Regions from separate parts of the Mus musculus genome. Here all the other regions are linked to region 2. The links are chromatin contacts, called in public promoter capture Hi-C maps. All regions are on one chromosome and are shown on one strand. Each heading gives the region's core, a stretch centred on a gene start, on an enhancer-like site or on the middle of the called end of the contact. The rest is flanking DNA. Distances are from core to core; before and after follow the strand shown.

The links. Promoter capture Hi-C pulls out the DNA fragments that hold promoters and counts their contacts.
Region 1: a contact with region 2 is called in a promoter capture Hi-C map of pre-B cells, with 4 times the contacts expected there. The contact joins the promoter of Prdm8 here to the promoter of Mrpl1 in region 2. A contact is called at or near these places in 7 of 39 promoter capture datasets (the C10 cell line, frontonasal cranial neural crest, hippocampal neurons and 3 more) and 1 of 115 datasets of contacts at active chromatin or transcription factors (astrocytes).
Region 3: a contact with region 2 is called in a promoter capture Hi-C map of neutrophils, with 3 times the contacts expected there. The contact joins the promoter of Antxr2 here to the promoter of Mrpl1 in region 2. A contact is called at or near these places in 6 of 39 promoter capture datasets (the 3T3-L1 cell line, the HPC-7 cell line, liver and 2 more), 1 of 484 Hi-C or Micro-C datasets (pre-B cells) and 1 of 9 other capture datasets (liver).

Annotation. Positions count from the first base shown.
Region 1 is chr5:98,179,545-98,182,989 of GRCm38.p6, forward strand. Prdm8 (PR domain containing 8) reads left to right here and starts at 1,325. Exons shown (of 4, transcript NM_029947.2): 1 at 1,325-1,568.
Region 2 is chr5:96,208,766-96,212,117 of GRCm38.p6, forward strand. Mrpl1 (mitochondrial ribosomal protein L1) reads left to right here and starts at 1,350. Exons shown (of 9, transcript NM_053158.3): 1 at 1,350-1,428. The coding sequence starts at 1,398.
Region 3 is chr5:98,029,207-98,032,496 of GRCm38.p6, forward strand. Antxr2 (anthrax toxin receptor 2) reads right to left here and starts at 1,811. Exons shown (of 17, transcript NM_133738.2): 1 at 1,192-1,811; 2 at 378-449. The coding sequence starts at 1,343. It also overlaps Gm42759.

The DNA of each region.
Region 1 (3,445 bases), core at 75-2,574, 2.0 Mb after region 2:
TGCTCACTCTGAGAGGCAAGGACAGAGATTGTCTCCTCCTTAAATTCTGGCCCTGACTCCTGCCCTTTAGCGAGTAAACTATACAATTGGATTTATACTCAACCTGACCTATTGCTCAATTGAATTCCGGGAGAGTGGGGGTAGGAATTGAGGGATTGCCTGCGCCACTCAAAGGCCTTTCTTTCCTTAGGAATAGAAAGCCTACCAGAGAAAAACAGCCAGAGAGCCCCTAGCGTCATTGTTTTGTGGCCCCCGCAGAAGGAGAAAACTCTCTGGCTGTCAAAGACCTCAAGTCATTAGCATCAGCTGCCGCTCCAGAGGACAAGCCAGCGCCTCTAAGTGGCTTAGCGCACAAACGAGACTCCCGAGACAGCCTCACTCCTGTGATTCGGTCCACTCCTCCATCAACGGCTGGATGTGAAAGGCTCTTGAGAGTCCTTCTCAGTAATTTTTTTTTTAACTTTGAACCATCCTTTCTGTATCATGAGGTCTTAGAATCCTGGCCGCCATTATGGGACCCCCTTGGGAACCACAAAATACAGAGAGAGCACAGAAGGTGAAAAGCTTTAACACCTGAGTCCAATGACCTAGGCTTTTCCCAGCAACGCCCTCCTAGCCCATATCCACGCACAGACCCTTGTTCTGGGACCTAAAAACAGCCGAAGTCCCTTTAGGTGTCTGGCAGCATTCCAGACTTATCTTCTTACCCCATCCCATTGGATGGGAGATGGCTAGCCGAGTTCCCACCAAATCATACCCCCTGTCGCCAGTATTTACACGGGAGTCTCTGCTAGGTGGCATGAATGCATTTTAAGGAAGTCTGTTTGTCACCTCCTAGGCCACTAGCTTCACAGATCAGCGGCAGTCAATGGCCAAAGAATCCCGCGGGGCAAATTCTCACCCTCCTTTTGGGGGAGCAGGGACATACCACTCAAACTCTAGGGACATATGCAAGTAGTTCACGCGCTGGCAACATAGCCAATTCAACTCCTTGTCCTACGTCCTCTGAGTGCCCAGCAAAACGGAAAAGAACCGCTCTGCTCCTTCTGACACCTTCCTTCCTGAGCCCGAAACGGATTTTGCCAACCCAGGTGTCCCAGAGGGACCCAGCTGCAGGAGAAGGCAGGCCAGGATGCTCTCGGGGAGGCTATGCCACTTCGGGAAGGAGCTTAGGATCTGCCTAGCGCGGGCAGTCCAGAAAAACCAGGCTTGTGGCGCCGGAGGGATCTCCCAGACCGGCAAGAGTTAAAGGGAGGGGACGTGGGCTGTCACGCGTCATTGGGCAGATTATGTGCAGCAAACAAAAAGTGTGTGTCTGCGTGCCAGTCAGTCATTGCATCGGGTCCATCTGTACAACTCTCTCTCTCTCTCTCTCTCTCTCTCTCTCTCTCTCTCTCTCCTAATCTATCTGCATCTCTCTTCTCTCTTTGGACAGAACCCACAAGACTGACACCGACACCTCTTGACATGGAGATACACTAATGTAATAGGCAGGAAGGAACACTGGCTTGCACCCCGTTGGTTCCAGGTGGCCTTATTTGGGCGACTCGGTCCTGACCTTATTTCTGGTAAGTCTATTTGCTTTGACCTGGGAGGGGGATGGGAAGAGGACAGGTTGAGTACAAGGAGTGAAAAAATTGTCCCCCTTTTCCTCGTTATCTAGAAGATAGGAGGGAAACGACGCGGAATGTTGTTTCCACTGCCAATAAGATTATACAAAGGGAGGAGCGGGTAGGAGCACTTTTCTGGAGAAGCTAGGGACTGGGGAGCTCGCGGCTGCCAGACAATGCCAGCCCGGAGTGGAGGGAGAGCATCCGGCAGTAGCGACCGGCTTTCAGCGAGCCCAGCTGGCTCTGAGTTTCCCAGGAGGATCTGCGAAGGAAGAGAACCCGGGCCTAGGGATGGGCGTAGGACTGTGAAAGGCTAGATACTATAAAGCCCGGGGTCCTGCCTATCGCTATTGTGGCTGATTTGCGTCAAGGCGGCCACCGAGGCAGCATGGACCGCTATTAGCCCGGCTGTGGGACCTTTTCGCTGTATTGTTAGATAGAACTGCATTTTAATGACTGAGTCCCTGCTGTTGCCAAAGTGGAGGGCGATCTCCTGTCACAATAAAAAGCTTCTGTGAAGAATACTTTCAAACGCGAGGCAGAAATCAAGGTACAAACCGTTGAAATGTAGGCAACTGGGAAGAGAAAGAGGGTTTATACTGAAAGGGAGCTGAGAGAACCTGTATTCTGCAACGTATTTGACTTGCAATTGGAAATCAGAAGGGGACAGGACGAGTGCAGAAACAGAAAGTAGTATCATAAACTTTCTATGTTGTGGCTATTTTTCTTATTCCCACTGTCTGGAAAATATACTTGCCATTTGGGGCATATGGGAGAACGAATAGGAAAGGGGCTAGCCAAAGTTACAGGCATTGCATTTTCTTACATTTGTATGGCAATTGGCTAGTGGATGTTGATTTAAACAAAATACACATCGCCTATATTTTTCTTTAATGAGAAGCTAGCTGAACAAGAAAAGAGTAAGATCGGTTTTCCCCACGGCCACTTAAGGTATATAAATACAGAGACAATCACTGTCACTGGTGAAACTGCTAGGGAAAAACCAACTTAGAGGAATTGTTAGATTTCCCCAAGAAAAATGGCATGGCTAACTAAGACCTAGTTTAAATAATTTAAATGATTGCTTTCTTTAAGTGCTAAGTATTACAGGGGGTGTCCAGTGGCTGAGGAAGGAAACGATCCCTGTAAGACGGCTTAATAGAGAGCCCGCCACTGGGGCATTACTTCTAAATTGCTGCGGATTAAACAGCTGGAGGGCCCACTCAGGACCATTCAAGCAGGGCTGACCCCTTCTAGCCCAAACAGGGTGGTATCAAGGGAAGTGAGAATTCACCAGTCATTACACACAGAATTTCAGACAGGGGACACTTCAAGCCTGCCCTATACCTGCTCGCTTCATGGGCCACAGGCGACTCAATCCACCCTCTTGTATAACAAGGTAACTGGGATTCAACCTCATCCATAAATAAGCATGTCGAGAAAAAATAATTACCTCTGCTTGCTGCTTTTAATTAAAGCCTCAGAGGGACAGTGCTGGATTATGGTAATGAGCAGACATGCGTCCCTTCTTGTAGGCTGCAAAGAAAGGTTAGCTGACATAGAATTAGTGGCCCTGACACTCCACTTGAAATCCATTCGCCATGCTCCGTGGTCCCCGCCTGCTAGCTAAGGCTGCTCCCCTTGTTAGAAGAAAAGAAGAAATCACAATGAGACACTGGGCTTAGTACATAGGACAGGACTGTCCCCCAAAGATTAAAAGTGCGGGTTTTTTTTTTGGGGGGGGAGTTATGCAGTCAGAAATTTTGCATATGCTGGTTTTAAAGCAAACAAACCTACAAAAGCCCTACCTTCGCCCCAATGCCCCACTCTATAAA
Region 2 (3,352 bases), core at 100-2,599:
TTGCTGCCCACAAAGAGCTCAAAGAGATGGGGAGATACATTGTGACAGCTGCACAGCTCTGTGTGCTCAACCCCCCACTAAATTGTACACTTAGGTTGGTAAATTGTATTATATAGAATAATAGGTCTCAGAATTGTTTCAAATAAATAAAAAAATTACTAATTCTGTTTATTACATAAAACCAGGAAGAAGTGGCCATAATTCAGTCCTGGAAGTATGAAAGGAGACTGCCAACAATGAGCAGAGTCTGAATTTAAATCTTAAGGGGAAAAAATACTGTTAATGTGTTGCATAATAATTCAAACAAAAGCCAGAGAGGAAAAATGTCACAGAGGTGAGAAATGTGTCTTCTGCCCTCCCTTCATCCCTCCCTCCCTCCCTCTCTTTGTGTGTGTGTGTTATGTGTACACTCGCATGTGTGTTAGGAAGGTTGTTGGTTGAGGAGGTAGGCAGAGGCCCGTAAGTGAGCCTTTGGAAATGGCCAATTACTGGAGGAGTTTATTCTTATGAATTAATTCCTGACCAGACTTGGTTTAGAGAAACCACACGGGCAGCTGAGACATAACGGATGTTTTTTTTTTGGGGGGGGGGGGGGTAGGGGGTAGGAAGGGGTCAGAATAACCTGTGCACTGGTCTCTAATTGGCTACGTAGAACAAAAACAAAAACAGACAAACTCCAAAAACCAAAACAAAACCCTAGACGTGTTTCGAAAACTCCAAGCAGTGTACTGCTCCTTAGGTCTGATCAGCACAGCTTGCCAGCAGCCGGAAACCAAAAAGCAGACGGATGAAAGATTAAGGTTTGCTCAAAGGGGGGTGGAAGGGGGTGAGAGAGTGGGACCTCCTGGCCCGCCTTGGGTGGAGGCGAAGTTTGATGGATTCTGTTTTCTCTTTGCTATGAAGAAGATTGAACTCAGAGGCGCGCACACGCTAGCTCCGCGCACGGTCGCCTAGCAATATTCATTTAAAGAAAAACCGAATCTTAAGAAGGCCAAGAGTATAGCGAAGGAAGCTGGGGACACTTCAGCTTTCTCAAGACTTTAGTCAGAGAACCAGGTTCCCTCTATTTAAATGACCGTTCGGAGTACATCTGCAGGGTCCAAAATTAAAAATAAGAAGGAATGAATAATTAATTACAGAGTTTTCAACAAAGCCATTCCCCACCCCCGCCCCGAAGGTTGATAAACCTTTGAACCCGAGCCACGAAAGGCAGTCTCAGACAGGGAACCGACAGGAACCTCGCCACGAGGGCACTGAAGCCAGGTCGTCCCCGCCCTGCTCTTCTGCTCCTACCAACTCCTTCCCCCTTTGCCAGCTTCCGCGCGGAACCCTTTTTCGCATTTCCGTGCAGTTGAAACCCGGGACCCACTTCGTCAGCACAATCCGGAACAGTCAACATGGCGGCGGCCGTAAGGTGCCTCCGTAGAGGTAAGAGGAGCAGTGTTCTTGCGTGGAAAGTAAATCTAGAGCCAAGTTTCCTGTTGCAGCGGAATCCATGGCAGAATCTCGTAGGCACCGGTCAGCTTCTCGGTCCTCGAAATGCTTCCGTGATCTTCTGGGCTCCACAGCCCAGAGGGTCATCAGTGCTTAAAAGCGACACTTAACGCAAGGGTTCTCTCTTGGAGCAGGTCATTTTGAGGATGAAATGGGAGCGGAAATACATTGGCAGTACTTATAGTCAGGGGTGAGGAGTACAAGGCAAGATTCTGTTGTGTGTGTGGGATAGCGGGCGTGTTCAGTTTGATAAGCGAGCCCTGAAGGGAAAGGTGGTATATGAAGTGATTTACATCTGTAAATATCTGAACCTTGGCGTGTTTATGAATAAAGGCGATTCCAGTTAGTAAATTTACAGAGGCTATCGTGTTTATCATTTGGAGACTAATTCTGTAGTGTTTTGTATAGCCATGTCTGAGCACGTTAGACATGGCTAATAGGAATTCACAGTGCCATATACACTATAAGATCTTTTTCATGTGTATGTGTACTTGGTCTATGTATACATGTTCACATGTGTGTGAGTGCATATGTATGTGTGCCCATGGAGGCTCTCTTCTGCCAGCCAGTATCCAGGCTGTTTCCAGAGGCAGAGTTTGTCACTGGACCTGGAGCTTGCGGATCCCACTGTCTCCAGTGAAGCCCCTGGAGGTGGGAGGTGTTGCACTGTGTTTACCCAGCTTTTATGTGGCTGCCAGGAATCTGAATTTCACCCCTCATGCTTGCACAGTAAGAGCTCCGTCACCTCTCATATGAAATTGATCTTTACTTTTAAAATGCAATCAACTCCCCCTCTTCTTTGACCTTGCAGCCCTTCTCCTTCCTCTATTTATTGTGTCTTGTCTCCCCACTGGCCAGGAACATAAGCTTCATAACCTTCCTTATTCCAGTGCTTGTAAAACAATGGTACTTAGACCATCCAGTTTACAAACTGCATCTCCACAATAAAAGTAGACACTGCTTTCTTGATTAAGTTTTGCTAAAAAACAAAAACAATTTGAGACAGGGTTAGGCTCCCATGTGTTGGGACAGGCATCTCCAGCATGCCCATTATTAAAAGTATTGCCTGTTGCATTGAACAGTATAATTTAGTGCTTTGTTTCACATGCTAGTGTAACCTTTTTGTGGTTGCAGATTATAATAGGTCTACTGAGCACTCTTTAAGTAGTGCTAATATGGAATTCTATAATGTGTTTTAAATTGATGTATCCTTGCTTACTAATAAGGTAATACTACTCAGTGGACAGCTTTCACACTATTGGCATTTCCTTTCTAGTTTGAAGTCTTTTTATCCTTCTTGTTTACTTTTCAATTGTGTTGCTCTTTCACACTCAAGATACAACTCGTTTGTCCAGTGAACATGTTGCAAATATACTCTACCCATTTTAGATTCATCTTTTCACTGTATGTGCATGCGGGAAGGTATGTGTGTACATGTGTGTGGATGCATGTAGTGTGATATTTCTCATAACTTTTCCATCCCATTGTTTTTGAAGCAGGGTCTGTCACTAGGACCTGGAGTGTGTTGATTAGCCTCGTCTGGTTGGCCAAGTGAGTCACAGCGATCAGCCTTCTGGTTTTGGAATTTGGAGGAAGAGTCACTGTGCTCAGTGTTTTTTACATGTGTGGTGGGGTGAATGCAGGCCCTCATGCTTGCATGGCAAGCACTTTGCTGATAGTCTCCTCAGCCTCAATTCTTAATTTTTAAAAAGTATATTTGATAAGCAGAAGGTTTGTTTTTTGGATTTTTTTGTCACTTTATTTTTTTTTATTAGATATTTTCTTTATTTGCATTTCAAATGCTATCCCGAAAGTTCCCTATTACCCCCCCTCACCTGCCCTGCTCTCCTACCCACCT
Region 3 (3,290 bases), core at 561-3,060, 1.8 Mb after region 2:
AGTGTGTGGAGTTGAAAATATAGTACAGACACTATTAGGATAAAATGTATTTTTTAAATGTGATAAATTATGAGAAAGCATAACTCAAACTCAAAACAGATGAGTGGTCGAAAAGGAAAAGACATTAAGAATTGTATTTGAAGATGTTCCCTCACACCCTGGGCCAAGTTTCTGGGAGCCAGATAAATTGAACTTGCAAGGGTTAGCTGAAAGTCTCGCCTGCACACCATGTGTGAAAGGGCCACCTTGAGACGTTTAAAATTCAACATTTTGATTTCGGGAAAGATTTCCCATGAGAAGGGTTTTAGAACAGGGAAACCCGGCTGTTTGTTCGATTTCCTTTCCAATGCCAAGAAAGGTACGATGGGGAGACATACCTCACAAATCTCTCTGTCAGCTGGTGGACAAAATTATAAATTTCAATCCAGTTATTTGCTACACTGCCAGACCTGAAAAAGGAAGATAAATTGATCAGAAAGACAAAAAGTGGGCCTTAATGGCAAACATTTCTTCAGTTTTAAAAGGCGCATGATGGGGGGTGGAGGTCGGGGGTCAGGGATAGGGGGCGGGGACTGACTCCCCTCTTCAAAGTTAAGTGTGCTTGTTCATGTCCATGTTCAGAGCTGAAACTTTAGTGTTTGGGCTGAATCAAGGAAACCAGGAAGACCACACTTCTTGGGGGGGGGGGGGGGGACACTTGCTTTGTACTGTTTAGAGAGAGACCTGGCTTTTCAAAATAAAAACACAAGCCCTCATTTCTCAGGAAATGCAAGCCACATTGGGTATATTAAGGCTTTCCCCCCCCCCCCCTGGCTCCCAGTGTGATCAGGATAAAATTAGGCAAACTTTAGAATGTCCGTGGGGGTCTAGGGGGAGTATGATAAAGAGGCACAAAAGTTCCTGGGAGGAAACGAGCTGCAGGTGGCCACACTACCGTTTCCCAAAAGATTCCAGGACAAAAAAAGCACTGCACGCCTCTCCTTTGGAGAACCAAGTAGCCCTGGAGTCTCGCAGCCCCTATTCCTGTACAGCTAATGAGCTTGCCTTTGAAAGGAGTCAGCCACATGCACACTAGGGAGAGTTCCCTCGTCGCCTCCCCCAGAATCCAAACACATCTCAACTTCAGTCCTAGCTGATTCAGAGCTGCCCTCCCCCCAGGAGACCCTGACCCCACAGTCCTCCTTCACTCACTTGTCCAGTACGAAGTACAAATCGAAGGCTTTTTTGCAAGAGGGCTGCTCCTGGGCTTGCAGCAACGACCCCGGACCGCCCACAGCCAACAACCACAGGCCAGGGAACAGCCAGCTCCCAGGGCTGCGCGCCCGGGACCGACCGGCCACCATCCTGTGGCCGGGGCCCGGCAGCTCTCTCTGGCTCACAGTCCCTTGGGCTCGGGGTTCTGGGCTCCGGGCTTCACAGAGCAGAGACGTGAAAGAGGCGGAGTCACCGGGGACTCGCCCGGGGGTCAGAGGCTGAGCGGGGCTGGGATGCCCTCTCCAAGCTCAGAGCCACCCAACAGCTGCCACTGAGGAGAGAGAGCGAGGTCCTGGGAGGACAAAGAGAGTCTCCGCAGCCGCCACAGCTGCCGCCGGAACTCTGGGCAAATCCCAGTGGACAGAGTCCAGTTCTCCCACTCCGGATTCCGGAGAGTTGCTGCAGACAATGAGGCCCGCAGCGACAGCTCTCGGGACAAGTTCCTCGCCTCCCGCTGAGTCTCCGGCGCCCACCCGGGAGCAGAAAGGCTGGCGTCTAGCTGCGGTGGTGAGCTGCGGGACAGGCACCCGCGGACCCCACGATCGCCGCGGGAACTCAGCCGAGTCCTCCTCTTCCGCCTCTCTTCCTCGGACCGCCCAACTCCTCGCGGCACTTTATAACTTTCTTCCCTGCCCCAACCTGGCGCCGCGCCGCGCGGGGCGAGCCTCTGCAGCCCGGGATGCTAAGCACCCGGGGGAGCGGCAGGCCGCCGGGCACCTCAGGCCTGGGGGGTGGGAGTGGGCGCTGACCGGTCTGCTCGTGCGAGCCCGAGGGCGGGGCGCCGGGAGGAAGCCCGACGAGCCACACAAGCACACTTGAGGGTTCGTGCTGAGCAGCGGATGACTAACGCCTGCCAGATTTCGGAAGGGAGAGAGGAGTTCTGAAAAACAAACGTCCTCTAGATACTAAACATATCCAACTCTCCCGCAAGCCTGGCCCGGCCTGTTTTCCCCAGCTGTGCTGGAACGGCCCTCCGCGTGGTTTAGAGACTCAGGACCAGCTGTCTCCTGGATAGTGACGGCCTTATGCCTCATCCCTCCGCACCTTTCATCCATCACACACCGACCTAGTGACGCAGGATTTAAGGTTTAAGAAAGGGGACTTCCTCTTTTCTTTCTCTTTTTTTTTCTATTTGATAATTTTTCCATTTTTCATTAATTCTGAGAGTTTCATGCGACGTGTACTGATCATATATATTTTTCACACACACACACCCAACACCTCCCTACCCCTAACTCCTCTGAAATCAACCCTCACCTCCCTACACACACCTCAACTTCGTGTCCCTTTTGTCAAGAACCCATAGACTCCAATTTGAGCAGTCTATATACTCCTGGTCCACGTGGGGACCATTCAATGGAGTAGGTTTAGCCTTCAAAGAACCACACCCTTAAAGAAAACCATAGCCCCACTCGGAAGCCTTCTACTGTGCATAGCTCCAGGGTGACCGGTGGGATTTCATTAAAAAAAAAAAAAAAAAAAAAAAGTTTCCCACTCCATGCTAGCAGGTTGACTGGCTTGATCTTCTGAGGATATTGTGCGACAACCTCAGCGGCTGTGTGTTCATGCATGCAGCAATCCCGTCATGCCCAGAGGCCAGCGCTGAGCTGTAGTGCCCCTGACCTAGAGTTCTGTGAATCTTTTCACTCACCTTACTCCCACCCTTTGTGGATTGTCCTGGAACGTTAAGGAGGGCTTGTGATTTGTATGTCCCATTTGTGGCTGGGCAATCCACGAGCATTTATTCTCTTCGATTTGACCATTTGTGGGTTTGTGCATTAACCACCATCCCCTGCACTGAGAAACTTGTCTGATGAGGTCTCAGAGTTGCGCTGGCTGATCTACAAGTAGAGAGACATGAATTCAGAGGGTCGTTTGCTTTGATGTCCATTTATTTGACATCAAAGTAATAGGTTCATTCCTGTGGCCCATGAGCACCACAGCCACAGGCTCTTGGAGTATCTTGGAGAAAGATACGTTTCTTTCTGTGGAGTGAGCCTTAATCCCAATCAGAAAACAGTTATCACCCTATATTG